Linked DNA regions of Mus musculus: regions 2 and 3 are each linked to region 1. A link is a contact called in public HiChIP or PLAC-seq data. All regions are on one chromosome and are shown on one strand. The core of a region is the stretch at or near the end of the contact, and the rest is flanking DNA. Distances in the headings are between cores, read along the strand shown.

Evidence for each region. HiChIP or PLAC-seq counts read pairs in DNA pulled down with a chosen protein or histone mark.
Region 2: an H3K4me3 HiChIP or PLAC-seq map of pro-B cells shows a contact between it and region 1, with 2.6 times the contacts expected there. The contact joins the promoter of Cenpq here to the promoter of Crisp3 in region 1. A contact is called at or near these places in 2 of 115 datasets of contacts at active chromatin or transcription factors (large pre-B cells and pro-B cells).
Region 3: an H3K4me3 HiChIP or PLAC-seq map of bone marrow-derived macrophages shows a contact between it and region 1, with 4 times the contacts expected there. The contact joins the promoter of 9130008F23Rik here to the promoter of Crisp3 in region 1. A contact is called at or near these places in 4 of 39 promoter capture datasets (embryonic stem cells, hippocampal neurons, liver and 1 more), 1 of 484 Hi-C or Micro-C datasets (myeloid progenitors) and 1 of 115 datasets of contacts at active chromatin or transcription factors (bone marrow-derived macrophages).

Annotation. Positions count from the first base shown.
Region 1 is chr17:40,240,267-40,244,338 of GRCm38.p6, reverse strand. Crisp3 (cysteine-rich secretory protein 3) reads left to right here and starts at 2,051. Exons shown (of 8, transcript NM_009639.3): 1 at 2,051-2,103.
Region 2 is chr17:40,932,296-40,936,367 of GRCm38.p6, reverse strand. It overlaps Cenpq (centromere protein Q), which reads left to right and starts at 1,794. Exons shown (of 9, transcript NM_031863.4): 1 at 1,794-1,985; 2 at 3,153-3,287; 3 at 3,518-3,572. The coding sequence starts at 3,189. It overlaps Mmut (methylmalonyl-Coenzyme A mutase), which reads right to left and starts at 1,683. Exons shown (of 13, transcript NM_008650.3): 1 at 1,589-1,683.
Region 3 is chr17:40,878,448-40,882,519 of GRCm38.p6, reverse strand. 9130008F23Rik (RIKEN cDNA 9130008F23 gene) reads left to right here and starts at 1,962. Exons shown (of 2, transcript NM_027834.3): 1 at 1,962-2,740. The coding sequence starts at 1,984. The coding sequence ends at 2,529.

The sequences.
Region 1 (4,072 bases), core at 802-3,301:
CTTCAGTCCTTTCTCTAACTTTTCCAATGGGTTTAAGTGCTTCTCAGCGATTGGAGATTACTCAATTCAGAATTCTTTGTTTAGCACAGTACGCCATTTTAAAGTAAGGTTATTTGACTCTCTGGAGTCTAATTACTTGAGTTCTTTGTATATTTTGGATATTAGCCCTCTATTCAATGTAGGGTTGGTAAAGATCTTTCTCCATTTTTTCCTATAGACAATGTCCTTTGCTTTACAGATGCTTTTCAATTTTATGATGTCACTTTTGTCAATTGTTGATCTTAGAGCATGAGACACTGTTGTTCTGTTCAGGAAAATGTCCCCTGTGCCCATGTGTTCCAGACATTCTCCACTTTCTCTTCTATTAGATGCAGTGCAACTGATTTTATATGAAGATCCTTAAGCTACTTGGGCTTGAGCTTTATACAGGGAGATAAGAACAGATCAATTTGCATTGTTCTATGTGCCAACTGCCAATTGAACCAGAACCATTTGTTGAAAATCAAAATTCCAACTAATTTCTTCACTGAAACAGAAAGAGCAATTCTCAAATTCATTGGGAACAACAAACAAACAAACAAACAAAAAGATAGAAAAAATAAACATTCTCAACAATAAAAAACTTCCAGAGGAATCACCATCCATGACCTAAAGCTGTACTACAGAGCAATAGTGATAAAAACTGCATGGTATTAGTACAGAGAACATCAAAGGAATAGAAGACCCAGAAATAAACCCACACACCTATAGTCACTTGATCTTTGACAAAGAAGCCAAAACCATCCAGTGAAAAAAAGACAGCATTTTCAAGTGAGGGGTTCTTGTCATGTGTTGCTGGAGGTCATCATTTGCCCTTAATTATTAATTATTGGTTCCTCTTGAGGTTGTGGAGCAGAAAGAGCATCTGCAGGGGCAGGGTTGCTGTTCAATAATAAAATGTTTACCTCTCTTCAGTCTTAATCACTTTCCTGATGTAGCTTACCTGCCTGAGTTTCTCTGAGGCCAGATACTGCAGTCTTTCACTTTTAGCCCCTCATCTGAAAGCAGCAAGAGATTCTTGAAATGCCTTTCAAGACTATGTATGTACTACTTGAGACTGGTAAATTATTCTCTCCTATTTAGCAAAACACAATTCTTAACATCATTGCCCAGGGTATTTGGGGTCAGTATTCTATCCTGCTTCATTTTTGTAACATGGAAAAAAAGCTAAGAAATCATGAAACCTTGTGTAGATCTACACACTCAATAAAAGCAATTTAATAAGTTGCTCAATATTATGTGTAAAACCATTCCACCAGAAAGTATATTCCAATGCTGATGGATTTAAAGGTAACTGGAGTTCTTTATCAATATACTCTTGAAGGCATTATCACATTAAATTTTCAAAGGTACAGAAAACAATTATTTTCCAACGCATTCAACAATTTCCTAATTTCAACAATTAGCTTTGGACACTTCACTTTATGTGAGGAAATCTTAAATTCTCAAGAGATCATGAAATGTATAATTTCACACTCATTCCTAAAGGGACAATTAGTGTTAAATTGTGCATGTATGTGTATCTATTTGCCTTTGAGTAAAGTTATGCTCATGTAAATATGTGTTCATGGAGACTAGAAATTGTCTAATCCCCTGCAATTACAAGCAATAGTAACACATCATACATAGCTAGAAGAAACAAAACTCATTGTTCTATGTAAGAGCATGAAGTACTCTAAATCCAAGTTATCTTTGTAGCCCCCTTAAAAGAAAAAAAATCCTCACAGCTCTGATAAGATAAAAATTATTTGATTAAAAGTTTTTGAAGCATTTCCTGGCAAATATATACATACATTGTATTCACTAGAAGAGCATGAAAGAGCCAGTAAAATTTGTTTCTAATATACAGTCATCACATGATGTCAAAATGTCAGTTAGATGACCAGCAATAAAATCTGGCATGTCAAATCCTGTGTCATACTTGGTTAACCAAGACCAGTTTGCATAAGCAGATTGTGCCAAAACAGGAACTATGTAGAGTATAAATAGACAGCTGAGACTCTTGTCTGATGTCACCTTTCTTCTTCCTGCAGGACAACACCTCATTCTACTCTGAAGCCAGCAGTAAGTAGTCCTCCTTTATTATGAGATCAAGTTCCTAATGGAATACATTTACAACTAAACAACAGTGAAATTTTACAGTTAATTACTGCATGTGTGGTTGTTATCACAATGATACTGATAATTTTATTGAGAACAATTGTTTATATTTATTCATATAAAGTGATATACATGATTTTATAGCTTATTTGTTTTCTTTAAAATAATTTTGTACAGAGATAATGGGAGTGAAACTTTTAAACTCTAAAATCAGAAATAATGTCTCAGAATTTTTTCCAAGCAGAACTGTTAGTGGTATCTTTACTAAGACAATGATTCAGGAGTGTAGGGATTTAATTTAAAATCTATTTCTGTACAGTGATATAAATGCTTTTAGAAGATGGATATGAAGGTATCCTTGCCACTGATTTTAAATTTATCAAAAGAATATTATAGCAGTGACTTTGAAATAAATGTGCTATTGATGATCATTTGTTGAAAATATAAGTTGTCCATAAAATACATTCAAGACAAGCAAAAATCAAAACATATACTGTTTCTGGTCATAGGTGAACATATTCTGGTAGCTTAAAGATTAATTACATGTATAAATTGTGTATATATCTTATATGACAGAGCACATAAGAACTTTGTGTTTGGGGCAAACAAAAATGTTTCTGGAAAATTTTAGGATTTCATGGAACTATTCAATGTCTATCAGAAAGAAATTCTATGCTACTGCAGAAGATAATAATTCCAAAGAACATTTAAGGATGTTTTCTTCCATGTGCCTACATCATGCGCTCTGCTTTTTTATATTTGAACCTACAGTGCCTGTCCATCAATGTATCTAAACTTCTGAATTTGGATAATAAGTAGTCAAAGTTACAATAAGTATAAATCCTGAAAGCTATTAGATAAAGGGATGCAAATTTATGAGACAAAGGGTGGATTACAGAAATGAGTGTTAGAAATTTTAAGAATTGTACATCAGGCCCAGTTCAGAATTTCAGTGCTACTACTGAGCAAATTCAAGGAAGCAAGAACATTTCTTCTTGAAAAAAAATTATTTTGTAGGAATTTACAAGAGTGTTTTTGCAACATTTCTGCCCATAGTGATTTCTAGCAGTTTGGTAGAACATATGTTCTCTGTTGTCTAATTCGTACCTCAGAGAAACATGACAAAGCAATCAAGAGTGACAATTACCATATTATATTGGAATTTAGAAAATATTACAGTAGATAATCGGGAGAATATGATCAATTAGAATCATGTTATTTTTCCTGTAATGTGCTCATCCTGTGTACTTCTGCAGGGGTTTTATTGACATATTTCCATGTCTACATATCCTTCAAATCATTGCAATTTCTGGCTTTCAGAACTGAAGGCTTTAAGATGGTGCTTCTCTTTCACTTCTGTTACCTGAGATTTTATGGGACACCTCATTACTAAATCTCTAATACTGAGATGGCTCATGTGTAGAGTGGAATATTTAGTCACAGTGTCTTCCAACTAGGTTTTTATGAGTTTGAAATGAATCCCATAGAGAGTCACATGACAAGTGACACCAAGCCCATAGTCACAGTATCTATGTTATTGTGAGTGCCTAAGTTATGGCAAGGAGTGCCTTGACACATTTCATAAAAATTACTTATTTATGCATTGTATTCATTCCACATAGATCTTTACTTATTAATTGTAGAGTAAGAAAAACTTTTCTTACTGGTTAGGGGAAACCATTAGCCTAAAAAAATTAAAAAGTAAAGTGTGAGTGCTGTCAAGATGGCTCAGTAGAGAATGCACCAGGTATACAAGCTTCGGGGTCAGAGTTCAAATCACCAAGCCCATCAAAAATCCAGATGGGTGTGGCTACATACTATTCATATCTGGCAGAAGGCTGAGGCAGAATGTATTTGGAACAAGTTATGGAGTCAAACCAACTGAAATGGTGAGATCTGAGAGCTCTGCTAGATCTTGTCTCAACTTACAGAG
Region 2 (4,072 bases), core at 545-3,044, 690 kb before region 1:
TCAAACTTATTTCTGTCTTGGCCAATTTTACATTTTCATGTACTAGAAATCCTAGAAAATCATAGTTCACTGCACTTGCCATTTACCCACACAGAAAGCAGCAAACTGCCTCAATTACTTGATACTTAAGTATCACACAACCTCAACATGTAGAGCCTTAAGATTTTGTAAAAAAGAAAAAAAGAAAATCAGATACAGATTTCTTTAATACAGCTGCCTAGCCAGGTGCTTTACACAGCATTGGACAGTGGGAGTTTAAAACTCTATTTTTCATATAATTTCTGACCTATCAACTTAGTGAAGCCTTGATGACTATTGAATACTTATTATGGATCACCAAACAAGCCGCATAAGCCACTCATCGCAATACTGTTCTAATTACTTTACAATGTAAACTTTCAAAACAGGAAACGTCTCAGATATGCTAGCCCCTTAAACTGGGTAACATCCATTCTGGGAAGGCTTCTATTGTGAGAGATAGAATAGGAATTCTCTGCTGTTTATTTGCATTAGAGAATCTGAAACATAAACATCCACAGTTAGAATACGTGTGTTACAATATAAACAAACGAATGAATTGAATGGAACTACTATATTCCATATTGAAACTTACTGGAGTATTCATTTATGACAGCACAGAAAAGAAAAAGGAAGCCTTTATTGGACATAAATTACATGATGTATTATGTCTGTGGAAACTAGCACTCTGTGCAATTACTGTTGTTGTGAGCTTTCTCTAAATATTTTGTAATTAATTTGAAAGTTATAGTAACACCTCAGAAGAGCTAGCCCCTCACACTGTTCAATATACATAGGTGGTGACTATACAAGGCAAGAAAATTAACAGCATAAAGGAACTGTTAGCCCAAAGCAACTGTTCTCAACCTGTGGGTCATAACTCCTTGGCAAACCTCCATCTTCAAAAATATTCAATTTACGATTCATAAAAGTGTCAAAATTACAGTTACAATGTAGCAACAAAAATAATTTTATGGTTGGGGGTCACCACTGTACTGAAGGGTCTTGGCATTAAGAGGGTTGAGAACGACTGGCCTAAAAAATAACTAAGCACAAAACTATGTTGGAAGAAAATCAGCAGGCGGTTGAAAATTACACGCATGTGTCACGCTCTCAATGGCAAAACGGAGAAGTTAGGCTATGTGTTTTGTTTTGTTTTTTAAATCAGGTTAGACGCGCCTTTCCTTTTCATCTTTTCCTTCTGTCACCTAACTTTCTGTCTTACTACCTCTAGCAAAAACACCCTAGAAACCACATGAGCTTGTGAACCTCTAACAAGTAACCTCTGCTCTGCGCGTGCGTGGGAAACCAGGGACGCACAGCGACAAGACTAGCACGCTGTTGAAAGGCATTTTGCAGCGGTGACCTCCGAATTCCACCAGCCTGGCGGGAAATGAGAACCCAGTCAGTCACCATCTATATTTCAGGAGCAAGCAGGGGCGGCTTCCTATCACAGAAAATCCGTGAAGAAGAAGGAAAGGACAGCAAGATAGATAGGTGGAGCAGATGAAGCCAATAAGAGAAGAATCCTGCAAGCCTGACGTGCTCCACAGCGCACGGGCTTACTCACAGTGTTTGGGGATCACCCGGACCAAGCCCGGACTTCAGAACCGAACCCAGACGCCGGGGTCACACCCGCTCGCCGCAGGAGCTCGGCAGCCAATCAAATCAGGGGGCGTAGCCAACACCGCCCTCGGATTAGCCAATCCAATCCGGACATTGCGGGCGCGCGTCTGATGACGTAAAGACATACGCTCCGCAGGCCGGCCTTCTCTACACAAGTGTGTTTGCGTTCCTCACTGACGCTTCCGGTTCCCAGATCCTGGAAGTTCTCCGTCTTTTCCGGTTGTTTGGGCGGATTAAGTCAGAAGCGCGCCTTTTGAATCCGTGAAGCAACTGTGAAGAGTCGAGGAAGCGATAAAGCGGCTGACAGATCCAGGGGATAATTTGAGCCTCACGCGTTTGTGGTAAAACTCCGTTTTGTTTTGTTTTGTTTTGTTTTTAAGGGGCAATGTCTAATGTCTGAATAGGTCTCTGCCATTTAGGGCAACTGTTTGAGATAACCCCAGAGTGGAGTGAAAATATTGATCTTCCCTCTCTAGTCCCCCTGACCCTCCCGGTCTTGGTTCCTGAATCTCTGTACCTCGTCCTGGAGCGACGGACAGAGTAGCCCAAGTTCACTCTCGTTAGTGGTTCGCAGATGAACAGCTTAAGTTGAGATAAGTCGGTTTAAACTAGTTTCAGTAAACCGGCCAAGAAAACAACAAGCAAACCGAAGCGGAGCGCCTTTTTCCACTCCTCCCATAAGGATTCGATCTAGTCTGAACGGGCTGATTCATAAAGAAAAAAAAAAAAATGTTCTTTGAGCTGTCACGCCGTCCGACTTTACGCTGGTTTCATTTAAGCACTTTATTTCTCTTCGTCTTGGCTAATTAATCCAAAGATATCCCCACAGCTGCCCACAAGTCATTTGATTGCATTTAGTATATCTCATACATAATAATTGTAGTCATAGCGGTGTCTACCAACCCACTGTTAAGCTATGATTTCCTGTGGATCTGGGAACAGTAAGGAATTTTTATCTTCTATCTTAATTTTTCTTTTCTTTTCTTTCTTTCTTTCTTTCTTTTTTTTTTTTTAAATTAACACAAGTTGAGTGGTCCCAACAGGTAGAAATCATGACCCTGGTTTCGATACTTACAATGTCTGTCTCATGATTCAATGTAGGCGTTTTCTGTATTACATCCTGCCATATATGTTGTTTAGCTTGGTGTTTTGGGGGGATTCCTAAAGGTTGGAGTAGGAGAATCTCCTGCTCTTTTGCCATCTCTTGGAAGACCCTTTTCCTCATTTCTGGGTTGCATTATCCAGCCTTGATATGATGGTTTGTGCCTAGTCTGATTACATCTTATTACCTCATGTTTGGTTGATGTCGCTGGGAGCCCTGTTGTTTTATGAAAGGAAACGCAGAAGCAGTGGTTTGGGGAAAGAAAAGGGACCCATGACTTGAGGAGTGGGAGAGGAAACTATGGTCAGATGTATTGCATGAGAGAAGAATAAATTTTTTAAAAATTTATGTACTCTTTTCAACAAAAATTATATTTATATTATAATTATATTTTTCACCTTTGCAGACTATGTATCGTTGTGATTATACTGTTTAGATGAAAATGTCTGGTAAAGCACGTGCTTCTAGGAAAAAACCTCAACAGGTGAAAAGAAGTTTGAAACAAAGAGCCAATAAGGAAGCGGATTTGCCAGAGAATGAGGTAAGATCTCTTTCTTTCAGATCTCTTTAATTAGAAATATCTATTTCCCTTCAAAGGGCTAAAAGTCAGTTTTACTACACATTGTAATTCATATCACAAACTTTAGTGCATTCTTTGTTTATCATATCTACAATACTTTTTTCTACCTCCTGGAAGGTATAGTATTTGTATACATGGAGTATGTGTTGCAAAACCATCTTTTTATCTGTTGTTTGTTTGTATGACTCTAGGTTGGAAACACAGCAAAAAGAAACAGAAGTCATGCAAAGCATCTGTCCTCTAAAGGTATTGTTCTGTATTAAAGTGTCTTCTACTGCTTTTCATGAAAAATGTTTCAGTATCTTGGTTTTGAGTTCAGAAATGGTAAAAGGTGAGCATAAACAGTCACATCCTCAATATTAATTCTAACAGCAAATATATAGAGGTTTGCCTGTCACATCGAAAGGAACTAGGAGACAAATTATTATCCCTCATTCTGAACTACTCATCTTTGATATAAAGACAAACCTACTTCTTCCTCTCTAAGACACCACGGATTTTGGTTCTGCCACTACTGTACAGATAGTTTGTAATCACTGTAATCACTAGCTTAAGCATTTCAAAGGTAATTAGTTGGAAATACCATTTCCTTAAACATCTCTTCTTTGTAAGATGATTCCTTACACATTGGTGCAAATACTGTTCTGATTTTCTATTTCCTAGGGTGCCATACGTTTACTTCGTAATTTCTGCACTCCTATAATTTGCATAGCATTCCCTTTTTCTTTACCTAATCTTTGTGAAGC
Region 3 (4,072 bases), core at 713-3,212, 640 kb before region 1:
GCATCTGCAGCCGTTGTGAATTTGTGCTGTTTCTCTTAGGCTTCATGAATCACCCGAATCAGAATTACTGAGAGCCTTGCTACAAATCAGTGTTCAAAGCTTATCTCCAAACCAATGAAAACTAAATCCGCAAGAGCAGGGCAGAATGTTGATCTGTAGATTAGTCTCACCCATGCTAGAGCTGAGTTATCTATGACTCCTGGTTGATGTCCGTCACTGTACTTCCAGTGAACACAACACGGATAAGCAGTTTGGCTTGTTCCTCTAAATGTCCCATCACCCAGCTACTGGCATTTAGCACATATTAAGTACTTCCTGGTCAAGCACGTGAACAAGACAGAGCCTTACAATCTTATAAGGAAATAAATGAGATGTTGGTCATGAGCAAACACGTATCATAATAGAAACCAGGGTCTCCTATTTATTGGTGTCTGACCAGAGTCAACATGCTTAAGAATTCTCAAAGATACCAAAGACATCATAGCACCTCCTTATTTCATTGTGAAGGATAACTGAGTTTAAAGTGCTTAAATCCATTCTCATCTAAGGCAGTCAAGAATGTGAGATGTGGGGTAGCAGTGGCCAGCCAGCCCACAGCAAGACCAGAGTCCATGCTGATACCAGGATGTCTTTTCCCCCATGCTGTTCAGACTTTCATGTAAGAGCAGAAATACTCACAATCATGGCTAAATCATTTTGCTAAACCAGACAGGAAAACAGCATTTTCCAGTAAAACAAACAGCTACTACCAAGGATGGACTGGAACGGACACATAAGAGTCTTTTCTCCTATTGACTAGTGTTCTCCATGAACTTCAGGCATAGACTATTGTGGCATAGGCATATCCATAAGCTTAGAGGTAAATGCACACATAGGAACATATGTATGTGTTTGTTATCATGAGATTAAAAGGGAAGCTCATGTCGAATGGGAGGGGGACCTACAAAGGCACAAGAACGTAAACTCTGAAGCGCCTTTTAGTGATTTGTTCTTGTTTGTTTTGGTTCTGTTCTAGAAGTTTGTTTCAAGTCAAAGCACTAGGCCCCTTTTCCAGACATGTGATGATGACAACTAAAACACAGACAAAGGTGACCCCTGTCCCCACAGATCCTAGTGTTCCAAAGCAAAAGTATGAACTCACAGCCCTGTTCCCTAAGACTTGAACTGTTCCAGGAATGATCCTGAGAGATCATTCCATAGACCTAGAGGTACCATAGAGGATGGAAGGATTTAAAGTGGACAGGAAATCTTTTCTAGCACACATTCTTGCTGGGGAAGTGGGCTTTCCAAGGAGTTCAAGGACAGTCAAGCTAGCCAGTGAGTCCCAGGCCAACCAGCACTACAGCTTGAGACCTTTTCTCAAATGAAAAAGTATTCTTTTCAGAAGACTTTAATTAAATCAGATGATTAAAAACCAAACGAATGTTGCCTGGTAGTGGTGCAAGCCTTTAATCCCAGCATTCAGAGGCAGAGGCTGGCAGATCTCTGTGAGTTCCAGGCTAGCATGGTCTACAGGGTGGATACTAGGGGCTATACAGAGAAACGGTCTCAAAAAGTAAAATAAAATAAAAATTTAAAAATAAAAATCAAGCTTACTTGTTCCTTCATGCTTAAACAGCCGCAGATACAAAATAAGAAATAATGCTTTGAGAATTTGGGAAGGTCATTAGCACCCATACTTTCAGTTTTGGAAAAAAAAGAATGGAGACCTCACTAGGCAGTTTGGGCTGGAGCCAAATATATCATAAAAGAATCGCGGCTAAGTCCTAGGGATGGGAAAAGAGGATCTAAGACTGTGTTTGAAGTGGGTGGAGATCAATAAGGTCTAAAGACTGAAAGTAAACCAAGATAGGAGGCGGAAATTCGCAGTGTGGCCTCAGGCTGCTCCTCTAGTCAGTGCCTCGCTCAAGCCACACCCAGTGCTTGCACCGCCCTCCGAGTTTAGCTGGAGTTTTCCTCCCAGAACTGAAGAAACGTGGACGCATGAACTATCTACCCTCCGGGATGGAGCTGGGCAGACCCCAAGGGCGCTCTGAGTGCTCTCCGCGCCGGGAGGGGTGTGGGCCACCCTTGGATTCTGGCTCCCCTAATCCTGCGCTGGCGGAGGCGGGAAGTGCCCAATCAATAGCAAGTGGGAACTTGAGAAAGCAGAAGGGAAAGAATTTGGATTGCCAGTCCTGGGTCAGAGAGAAAGTGCTCTTTCTTCTGCACCCGGAGAGGTGGTTGGGAACACAGGCGGACTCTGCTTGCGCAGGGCTGGTGGACAGCGAGAACCTTCCCCCGACGATTGGAGACCACTACGATTCCAAACGGAAACCAAAGCTTTCCCGCAGGCGCATTGCCACGGCCCCGGGGGCCCAGCCCGAGGACCCCGAAAACACACCCAGGTCCCTGTTGGTGCGGGTCGTGGATTACCAGGTGACACAGGAGGTGCTGTGGACCGCATGGACCAAGGGGAGTATGACCACGAGGACCGAGGAGCGTTCTGTGACCGCAGTCACCTTTCGGACACAGAGGGAGAGGGAGTGACACAGCTTATGGGGCACCGGAGCCACAGCCAAACCCCTATCCTATCGCCAAGGACCTGATGCTCGAAGGACGTTAAACACACAGATCTCTGGAGCCTGAGAAATGTTCCAGGACAGTGGTTGCGGGGGAAAATGCTTGAAGAACAAATTTTAAGCTGCTTGAGATGTTCTCTGTGGCTTGAGTGTCTCACAATGATTAAGGAGAAGAAAAGGTATTCTTTTGTTTGTTTGTTTGTTTGTTTGTTTACATTGGTGGTAAATGGGAGTTTGAAAGCGCAAAACTTTAGTCAGTTTGCTTGTTGGCATTTTGATAGCTACTTGAGTTGTCTGTCTGCATCCCTCGTTCCCGTTGAGCGGCCAAAAGCAGAAGTTTGAGGTCTTCTCTTTGGGATGTGTGGTGTGTAGAGTGGATGTAGAGAGGGTCTTTGTTTTGAAATCCATAAAGAACATTTTTTTTTTTTTAACGGAAAACAAAATGATAAGGAGGTGAAGCAAAATGTTTCTAGTACTCTACTGGTGTGCAGTTTCTATTCTGGTCCATCATATTTCCATGTTAAGAAGAAAAGGAGTGAGGCAAAGAGAGACTGGGGCACTTTGGTAGGTTGATCTGTGCTTTGCTCGTAAAATGCAATTTAACAGGGCTTTATTGCAGAGGGCATCTTACTTAGCTTACGATTTAATAAGAAAGGTAGACATGTTGTATGCAAGATGTCATAAATGGTTATATTCCCTATTCTTTTTTTTTCTTTTCTTTCTATTAGATATTTTATTTACCCTTCTAAGATTTATAGTTAAGGACTGGAAAGATGGCTCTGTGGTTTTAAGAGCTTTGGTTGCTCTTCCAGAAGACTCAGGTTCCATTCCCAGCACCTGCATGGTAGCTCCAAATGTCTGCCAGCTCCAGTTCTAGGGATCTGACTCCCTCAAACAGGCCTGCATGCAGGCAAAACATGAGTGCACATAAAAATAAAAAAAAATTTAAAAAGTATTTGTAATTAAGATTGGATTGACAGTAGGTCTACTATTTTAAGTTTAATTTTTAAATTAATTTGTCTTTAATTAGATGAATGTATATGTGGATATGTATGTAAACTGGAGTGCAGATAGGTACGTGGAGGCCAGAGACATGGGATAATTAGGAGCTGGAACTATAGGAAGTTGAGAATTGGGGAGTTGAGTGTTGAGAATCAAAATTGTTCCTCTGCAAGAGTAATCTGAACTTTTGACCACTGAGCCCTATCTCCAACCCTTTTCTGGGTATTTAAAATGATCTAAGTCTACCACTTTAAAAAAATAAATTTCCCCTTGTCATTCGACACCATCATTTAAACTTTATTATCTTCTTTATGTGAGTGTTTTGCCTGTATGAACATCTGTAGTAGTTATCGCAGCACTCTCAGAAGTCAGCATTGGAGCCCCTGAAATTAGAGTTAGAGATGGTTGTGGGCCACTGCGTGCTGGGTATTGAACCTGGGTCCTCTGCAAGAGCAGCATGTGCTCAAAACCACTGAATGATTGATCTCTCAGGCTCCACATTGTTAAGT